2 separate regions of the Mus musculus genome follow, and region 2 is linked to region 1. A link is a contact called in public Hi-C data. All regions are on one chromosome and are shown on one strand. Each heading gives the region's core, a stretch centred on a gene start, on an enhancer-like site or on the middle of the called end of the contact. The rest is flanking DNA. Distances are from core to core; before and after follow the strand shown.

Region 1 (4,678 bases), core at 713-3,212:
ATTGTTCTTCCTGAGGACCCAGATTCTATTACAGCATCATGGGACAGCTCAAAACCTGGGCTACTCCAGTTCCAGGGGATCCAGCACTTTACCTCCATGGGTACTGTAGACATGTTCACGGACATACATGCAGGCAGAACATCCACACACATAAAACAAAAATAAGTAAATCAAAAAAAAAGTGAGGACGTAAGCTAGGGTCTCTACTACCCACATGAAAAGGTGGGTACTTCAGCACATGTCTGTTACCTTAGCACTGGAAGGTAGAGAAAGTAAGATCCGTGGGACAATCTAACGGAATCCATGAGCTCCATGCTCAATCAGAGACAGTCACAAAAGCTAAGATGGCAAGTGAAAGAGAACGATGTCTGTCCTCCATCTAGCACACATAGGCTCATGAATGTCCTGCTACATATGTGCACATGCATAAGAATACACACACACACACACACACACACACACACACACACACACACCAAGCACAAAGCCCCATATCAAGCTGTCAATGTCTTTACTCCCTAGATTTTGGAGTCCCAGAAATGATACTAGGTAGCTCGTTTCTTTTTCTTTCCAATATAATATTAATGATGATGATGATGATGATGATGAAGTTGATGTGTGACTTAAAATTCAGATATAAAATGCAGCTTTATAGTTCACACAAAGTTGGGGGGCACAGGTCTCTGGCAAATCCTCTCTCTCAGTACTGTGTTTAGCATAAGTATACCCTACAGCACAGGCCCCCTGACAGAGAAAACGGGGATCTTTCAAGCTTAAGATCGGGTAATAAAATGCAGAACCTAATTTAATTTTTTTTGAGCACCTTGAGCACATGTCTTGGAAAGAGATGCTGCATCTTTCTCATCTCCTGTCAAGTACTGTTCCCCTGACACTGTAAAGCGCTTCTAAGAAACTGGGCTTTAAATGCAGAGGAAGGAGAAGAGCTGGCACCAAGACTGAGCATCACTTTGGACCAGATGCCCATTCCTTCCAGCCAGCTGTTACGACAGGAACTGTCACTGCTTCACTCGAGGAGAAGCAAAGAAGTAACCAAAGTTACTCAACCAACCAGGACAGGCAGCAGTGTTAAGATTTAAAAGCAGCTTCCTTTCACCATGGTAATGTGCTGCCTAGTAACATAAAGCAATATGTTATTGCTTTACAATATATTGCACACTCAGTCTCCACATCTGAATACTTAAGACTACCAAAACTCAATAGGCTAGAACCCACACACATCAAATAATTCCCATAAGAACACTATAGATCAGATAATTGACACAAGGCAAAGTGCAAGCCTACTTATTACTCGCTGTCCACAAATAAAATACCGTATGTGAAGTACTAAAATCCTTTTCATTTTTCATCTAGCCATACTACTTTTACTAAAAGCTGGGCCTTCAAGTCATCTCCAGCATTTTTAACTCCTTACATAGACTGATATCGACAACACTTAAAAGTAATAGTGCCTTGGTGCCAAAGGCCTTCTTTGGGCGAAACCCAGTCTCCCTCATCCCTACATGGTCTTACATAACTAAACCGTGCCTAAGGAGGATGGACAGCTTCACCAAAGGGCGCAAGAGAAGCCAGGAGAGCAACGGGCTGCATGGGGAACTACGGAATTCTACAACAGCTGAAGTCCCTAGGGACAGCTTGTGGCCTCTACTGAGTGTCTCCTGTTAATAAATTTGCCTACATGCTAGTTTAACTCTACTCTAGAGTCACAAACTACTAGGGAATCAAAAACAAAATAATATTATGACTGAAAATAGGGTATAGGGAAAAAAGATAGATTTATAAAGTCTGAACTTAAGAGAGAAAAAGGTAGATTTATAAAGTCTGATGCTTAAGAGAGGAAATGAAGGTAGCGTATCAAAAATACTGATGGCTGGGAGGAACATAGGGCCAAATCTCTCCAAATGAAAAGAAAACGAAACAGCAAACACTTTGTTCACTAAGTATGAGTGGTCAAAACCACCCGTGTGAAAAGGCAGGTGTCAGCCGTAAAGAAAAAGCTTATCTGCCTGACAGATTACGAGCTCCCCAATCCCAGGGCTCGTGATGCACTCCTGGGGTCAGTTAGAGAAGACAGTATCAACATAGCCTCCGTTGTGCAGGGGACTTAAATGAGATACTAAAGAAACCTTAGTATATGAAGAAAAGGAGGGGGTTCTGCTGTTTACAAATCTAATAGTACAGATCATAGTGCGAACACAAACTCTTTCACTTAATGACTCAAAGGGATGAAGCTTAACATTAATTAACATTAAAGAAATGCTAAGTGAATGACAGAAATCGTAAATGGGAAATTACAGAACCCCGAGGTTCATTAGTAAGACTTACAAGTAACAGTAAGAATGGCAAGAAACTAGATTTTATTTCTAATTCTAGGCCGATTAGGTCATTGAGAACTTGCTAGCGTTCCCTATGCATCTCAGCAGTGGGCTAACTTATAATTTGTGGTTTTGTTTGCTCCTAAATGCACTTAAGCCAATTAATTCATTCAACAAATACTTGTTGAGTCTCTCCTACATGGTTGCTGGAAGTCACAGACACAACAAAAAACTAGACAGACAAGATACCCAGATATCACCAGAGGGAGGGGCTCCTGTGCAATTAGTAGGATGAAAGTGATTCCTGGGCTCCCAGCTGACTGCTTACGGGACCCCAATCCCACAGAGACGGTCTTCAAGCTATCTGCGTCTGTGAGTTTTATGGAAGCAGGTTAAAAATGGCAGAGGGATGCGGCCTGCTTCATTGCCATGTGCACACTCAGAAAGCAGGGACAGCGAGGGAGCACAGTGCCTCCTATCACTGAGTGCTGAAGCGATGAGAACCCTGGCCAGACACAGATGAACAGCAGTCCCCTGCCCTGTCACTTCAATAGCAGCTCTAGGGAACCTACCAATGGGTCAAAGCAAAGATTGGTTTCTACACTTAAAAACCGTTTAACTTTTAAAATTTTACCAAGAAAGAGCGAATACTTGGAGATTTTCTTGTCTCCCCCACCTCCAGCCCCCAAATGCTAGGAGCTTCAAGAAAAGTCACCTCAGGTTCTGGGTGACAAAGGACTTCTGACCCTGTGCTCCAAAGAAAGCCACAGTGTGAGCAGTGGCTTTGGTGTTCTGGTTGCCACTTGAGAAACACAGTGTGACAGTGGGGAAACAAGCACAAATAAGTCTCAGGGAGGGGACAGAGAAGAAGCCAACCACGACAGACAAGCTCGGACAAGGCACCTGGCTTGTCTCTCGCTTTGTTTTCTTTTCACCGATTCTTGGTTCAGTCACCTTGCCACTATGACTTTTCTAACTGCCGGATAAAACTCCAAGGACTTGGGATTAAAGGACTATGCCGTATGTGAAGACGCTCCTGACACTCATGCCGTGGCCCGAGACACTTTGGAGAGAACCACAGTGACCTTTCTTGAGTGCTTATGACATGGAGCCCAGCAGGTTTTGCAATGCGAAGAGAGGCATTCAGTCAGCCTACAGAGTTGGCCTCTGCCTTCATTTCTCTTCCTGCTGGTTGTCCACTCTGTGGAAATGTTTTAAAACCGACTTCCTGTGGTGACCACAGAACTGGCACTGTGCATGCTTTCCTGGAACTCATTGACCCTTCTGCTCAAGAACAACAATAGGTTATAAATGGCACTCTAGTTGTTCCTCGGCCCTTGCAGAATACTCAACAATCTGCTTGCTTCTAAGAAAAACGGACAATAACAATTAAGATCCTGAGAATACTGTGCATATATCTCATACTTACCTTATATAGCAGATACACCTATTATCTCCTCTCTGCCACTTAGGAAACTGAAGCCCACAGAAGCCAAATAGCTTGTTCCATATCACATGCTAGGTGGTGAGGCAAAGATTCAAATTCAAGTGGTCCAGACTCAGACGTTGACTTAGCCACAGTACTATCACGTAAACCCACGGGCCCACCACTAGTCCCTCAGACTGTCCTTATGTCCCTCTGTTCCACGCTACCCCCTTAGCCCCAGTGCCTTGTCTTAATGCAGACCCCACACCTTAACTGAGGATGTAATAGCCGCATTACTCTCATCACCCGCTCCAACCTCTCCTTAACCTGGGACCTGTAGCCATGATGATACTTCTAAAGTACATCTTCTGCAGTGGAATAAAGTCTAAGTCTCTACAGAACCTAGATCTATCCCACATCTCAGTAGTTCCTCCCAAGGGATGTCCAGCACTGAGTGTGTCCGTCCACCAGAAGACGAAGACAGATGAGTTTACTCAGAACAGCCACACTGTTTCCATATCAGACTATTGGTTTGCAGGGATCCGCCACTTATCGGAAGAATAAAGATTACTCATCGGAGTAGCAGTCCCCCTAATCTGTGTTCCAGAGCAGGCCGGAGCTTAGGAGAGCACTGAACTGTACAGAGCAGCCTTTCCATCCCAACTAAGCCCTCAATGTGCACAGGGATCAGAATGGTTACAGCAAGAGCGGCCGCAGCAAAGCCAGCACACAAGTCTTTTTCCTTCTTTATAACTTCATGGCTAGAAGACTCATTCCTCTTACCCCTTCTTAGCTTCAGGTCATGTCATTCTCTTGCTTACAACCTCCCTCTAGCTTCCCATGACACTTGGAAGTGATCCAACCTTCTACTAGAATTCCCAAGGCCATTCCCAACTACCCCTTTGCCCTTCACCACCAC
Region 2 (4,678 bases), core at 1,433-3,932, 710 kb after region 1:
TAGTTATGGTTGGAGTTGCAGGGACTGTCCACCGAGGAAATTCTTGTTTGGGCACATTTGAGCAAATTTTTGGACTTATCCGAAGCTCTTTTGTGGAAAATATTTGGAAAATCAAATTTATCAACCTGAGAATCATTGGAGGAAGTTCCCTTACTCCTGAATCAGTACTGAAGCCATCTGTAACATTTAAACTGAGTGATCTGGAGGCCTTTTATAACGTAATCACTTTGTGTAATAGCCCTGAAGTAAGACCTAATGTAAGGCAGATAATAGATAGTGGCACTGGAGACCAGGTTTTACATAGTGGAGATGAGGCATTGTTGAACAAAAGGGAAATGAATTTGCAAAACCCTCTAAAGCATTGAGCACTGTACCTCTGCTTGAAGAAGCTACAGAAACACAATACTGACCACCAACTATCTCTAAGCCACTGCAGATGTGAGAATTGACATATTTTAGTTGAAATACCTTTTTGGACTACAGACTAATGTGAATACTCGCCTATTTCTACCTGAGTTACAGCAAATGTTCTGAGAACTTATTGAGGTCCACCAAATAAATCCCACTTGAGATATTGTAAAAAAAATAAAAAGAAAAAAGAAAAAAACAATTGTCTAAAACTCTAAGATCTGACAACCTAACCCAGACATGTGTGAAGGCAAAAACATACCAATGTGCATAAAATAAAAACAATAAAATATATTGGGGCCTGGTGAGATGGCTCAGAGATTAAGAGCACTGACTGCTCCTTCCAGAGATCATGAGTGCAAATCCCAGCAACCACATGGTGGCTCACAACCATCCATAATGAGAAACAACAACAGATGTTCCTATATAGTGTCCTTATGGCACTGCTTCCTGGCATTTGCTGTCGTTTACAATGATTCCTGGGAAAGAATACTTATGGTTTTTTTTCTTTTGATTTAAAATGTTTACCTTTAAATGACCGTAAGTTTCAATATTTGTTACAACTGACTGTTAATAGTTGTCTACAATTCTAAGATCTCACAACCTAATCCAGACTTATGTGCAGGCAAAAACATACTAATGCCCATAAAATAAAAGCAATAAAATATATTGGGGCCTGGAGGGATGGCTCACTGATTAAGAGCACTTCCAGAGGTCCTGAGTTCAATTCCCAACAACCACACGTTGGCTCACAACCATTTGTAAGGGTTGAAGTATATACCGAAAATGACACTTGTTACAAAAGGAAATGGAATGTGGGCGTTATGGTAAGAAAAGTGTCCTATTTACCAAAGAAATTGACAGTGACTAGATTTGGCTACAGGATACACAGTGGCGTGTTATTAAAGCAGAAGTGAGTTCATGAGGGCTGGGACTTGTGAGTTAGAGAGACAAGAGGAGACACAAGAGTGCACACACTCGGGACAGCCACCACAAAACTCAGCAGGAGGAGACACATCCAGACTTACAAGTTTCTCAGGCTTTTCCATTTACTGTGCCGTGAAGCCCTAATGAGAAACTGGACTTCAGCACTCTCATCCTCCAAATATAAACACACAAATCTGGACACGGCTGGTGTTCGCCCTCCCGGCGAAGAAGCAGAACCCCTGAAAACCGGAGCCAAGCTCTGGAACAATGGAGTGATCACTATGTGGGCCTCTTGGGGCCTTCACCTGTGCTTGTGTTAGCAAACCCCAAGATCAAGACAATCATTCCTTGAGTTCCAGCCTCTGTGAGCATCACCCCTCCAAACACACTGTGTTCTGTCTGGAGGCGAAAATGTAAACACAGCAAAGGTCACAGAATCTAAATTAGTTAATGAACACCACTGGGAATTACAAATGGTTAGGCCTTCTCGGCTCTCAAGCTGCTTATCATCAGCTAAAGGAGTAATCTGAGACACCCACCAAAGGAGCCAGTTGGTGCGCATGCTCGCTCTGGATTAGAAGGTAAGGTAACTGAAATGAGCACTTTTAGTATGAGTAAGAGTGCTGAGGGGCAGAGGCCAGCCAATGGCATGACTCTGAAGAAGAAGAAGAGGGGGGAGGAAGAGGCCAAAGGACACGAACATGCTGGAAGATGGCGGGGTCTCAATGCAGAATCTCTGGGAAACAACCAGGAAGCCAGGGCTGGTTCTGAAAGCAGGGGTTTTCACTAGGAACCTACAGATACCAGGAACAGGAAGACAGCTTGCTCTCTTACAGTCCCCAGTGACAGCCCTGCCAAAACTCAGCCTGCACCTGTCTACCACTCAGTAGACAGTTGAGGATACCAGCTGGAAGGAGCCTGAGCACCCAGACACAAGATTCCTGGGCTGGTAACTCATTTTAAAATGTCTGCCAAACTACAGTTCTCACACACACACAAAAAAATGCATAGCCTCGGGACATCTCTGGCTCCTCTCCCGGAGCGCTCTAGCTGAAGCCAAAGAGAAGTCCAACTTCTCCAGGGAATCCACAAGTTCAGAAAGGAACCCTTCCAGAAAGGAACGAAGGCAGATTCTCCAGCCCAGTAACGCCAGAGACTTACTGTTTCTGCCCCTTATGGCAGTACAAGTTAAAGTTCACAGCCTACCATTTCTGCATCTTACAACATCTCAAGTCGGGAACTTGGGAAAGGATTAGCTGGCTGATTCTGCTTCCTGTGGCACTGACTGAAAAGCGGCTGGCAGCTGGGCTGTGCATAGCCGAAGCTTTCGTAGGGAGAGAGTTAGGGACACTCAGAGTGTACAACCCTGTCCTCCTAAGCTTGGTGAGTGCATGGAAGCCACACTTTGGTTTGGTTTGCAGCAGCTCACTCTGAGAGATCAAGGTGCAAGCTGCCAATCCTCTCAGTGGGTCAGCTGGTTCACCCACCCGGCGACATGTAATGAGCTCCCCACCCCATCCTGGAAGACACAGACCTCGGCTTAAAAAATGCCAGTAAAAAAAAATGTTAGGAGAAAGAGACAATAAGAACATGCAAATTATACAGATTCAGTCTCCATGGGAATCGCAGAAAAACAGATGGATTGGCGCATACTGAGTGCAGCTGAAGCAACAACAGCCAGATGCTGCAGGAAGAGGAAGCTGTTCTCATGGGTAACTCAGTCCTCAGTTAATACACGCACGTGTGCATGCGCGTGGGCAGACACACACACACACACACACACACACACACACATGTGCACGGAGTAGTGAAGTCATGGGAAATTATGTATAATAAAATCTGAGAAAAGTTATATGTGTGTGTGTCTATGTATCAAAGTTATGTTCTAGACTCAGGTAGTTATACTCTGGTTTTTAATGGCACAATATCTTGTGAGAACTTGAAGCTGAATGGAATTTGGGCAATTCTTTGCTTTATGGGACTGCTTTCTCTGTTTCATACCCTAGCTGTTCCTAAGGGGACCGTAGCATACTCTACTGGCAACGTCTCAGGACCTACAGCTGGATGACACATGGACCTACCTATCCCCAAAACTTAGAATCCGACTCAGAGACACCATATGCTGTGGGGACTGAAAGCCTGTACCCAGCCCCAACAATTCTGTCACTTGTTCCTTTTCTGTTGCTCTTGTCTGCAGAGGCAGCCCTCCATCTGAGGGTGACCTTGAATTCTTGATGCTTTTGCCTGTATCTCTCCGAGCAGCTGTGATCAGTGTCTGCCATGACACCTGATAAGCCTCATCACTATTTGTACCAAACTTAGATTATAAATAAGATTTCAGAATCCGCAGTTCTGAATATGATTAGCACGAAGACATAAAACTATTATTTTTATGGATGACTGTCTACATAAAAAACTTGAATGAATCTAAAGATAAATGATCAAAAGAAGAGAATTAAACAAATCCCTTGAAGCCCCATATTTTAAAAGCTACACTTTTCTGCACACTGCTACAAAGGATTACGGTTTACTTTGAAATTAAGTCAGCAATAAAAAAGAACCCAGGAATGAATCCAACAGAAAAACAAGACTCTTGAGGTTGAAATTATAAAACATTATTGGAATTACTTAAAAACATGTAAATTATGACAAGTTTATGACAAACTCAATAATATCTGAACGTTAACGCAAACCAAATGGGCATCAAGTCAGTATGGATTAAATCAAGATGCAAAGAAGTTTCTGAGAAACCTCATTCTAGAATTTACACGGAAGAAAAAGTCCTAAATATAACTAAGATCTTTCTAAAATAGAATACATCTGAAAAGGACTTGCACTCGCCAGTAAGGAAAATGCACACAATGAAAACCCAAACCTTAGATCTTAAAAAGAAACAAAGATTTCTTACATAAGACACAGAAGGGCTGACTGCCAAAGAATGTACTAATAAATATGGTCATACTGAAATTAAGAAACACCGCCCAACAGGGCTGGACAGATAGATGGCTTGGTGATTAAGAGCACTTGCTGCTCTTGTAAAAGACCTGGATTCGATTCCCAGCACCCACATGGTGAATCATTTCCATTTTTAATTCTAATTCCAAGGAGTCTGCTGTCCTCTTCTGACCTCCGAGGGCACCAGGTACGCATGTGGTACACAGACACGAATCCAGCAACACACTCATACATATAGTAAAAAACCAGATATTTAAAAAAGAAAATATCAAAAAAAAGTAGAAAAAATAAGAAGACAAATCACATTCAGACATAATGCAGAGCTAATGACGAATCAGTAGCAACGTACCTGCAGAATTCTACCAAGCAATAAAGGCAAAAACCATGA

Evidence for each region. A called contact is a pair of places that touch in the nucleus more often than the background predicts.
Region 2: a Hi-C map of pre-B cells shows a contact between it and region 1, with 4 times the contacts expected there. The contact joins two enhancer-like sites.

The regions. Positions count from the first base shown.
Region 1 is chr1:152,596,014-152,600,691 of GRCm38.p6, forward strand. All of the region lies in intron 2 of Rgl1 (ral guanine nucleotide dissociation stimulator,-like 1), which reads right to left. Among named protein-coding and RNA genes, the nearest start is that of Rgl1, 27 kb to the right of the region's middle. Within about 2 kb of position 1,963, at least 10 of the 459 cell types and tissues checked have an H3K27ac peak or open chromatin away from gene starts, as enhancers often do. A contact at or near this core is called in pre-B cells, where this site is marked.
Region 2 is chr1:153,306,114-153,310,791 of GRCm38.p6, forward strand. The region is part of intron 1 of Lamc1 (laminin, gamma 1); the gene reads right to left. It also overlaps the pseudogene Gm8818. Among named protein-coding and RNA genes, the nearest start is that of Lamc1, 24 kb to the right of the region's middle. Within about 2 kb of position 2,683, at least 170 of the 459 cell types and tissues checked have an H3K27ac peak or open chromatin away from gene starts, as enhancers often do. A contact at or near this core is called in pre-B cells, where this site is marked.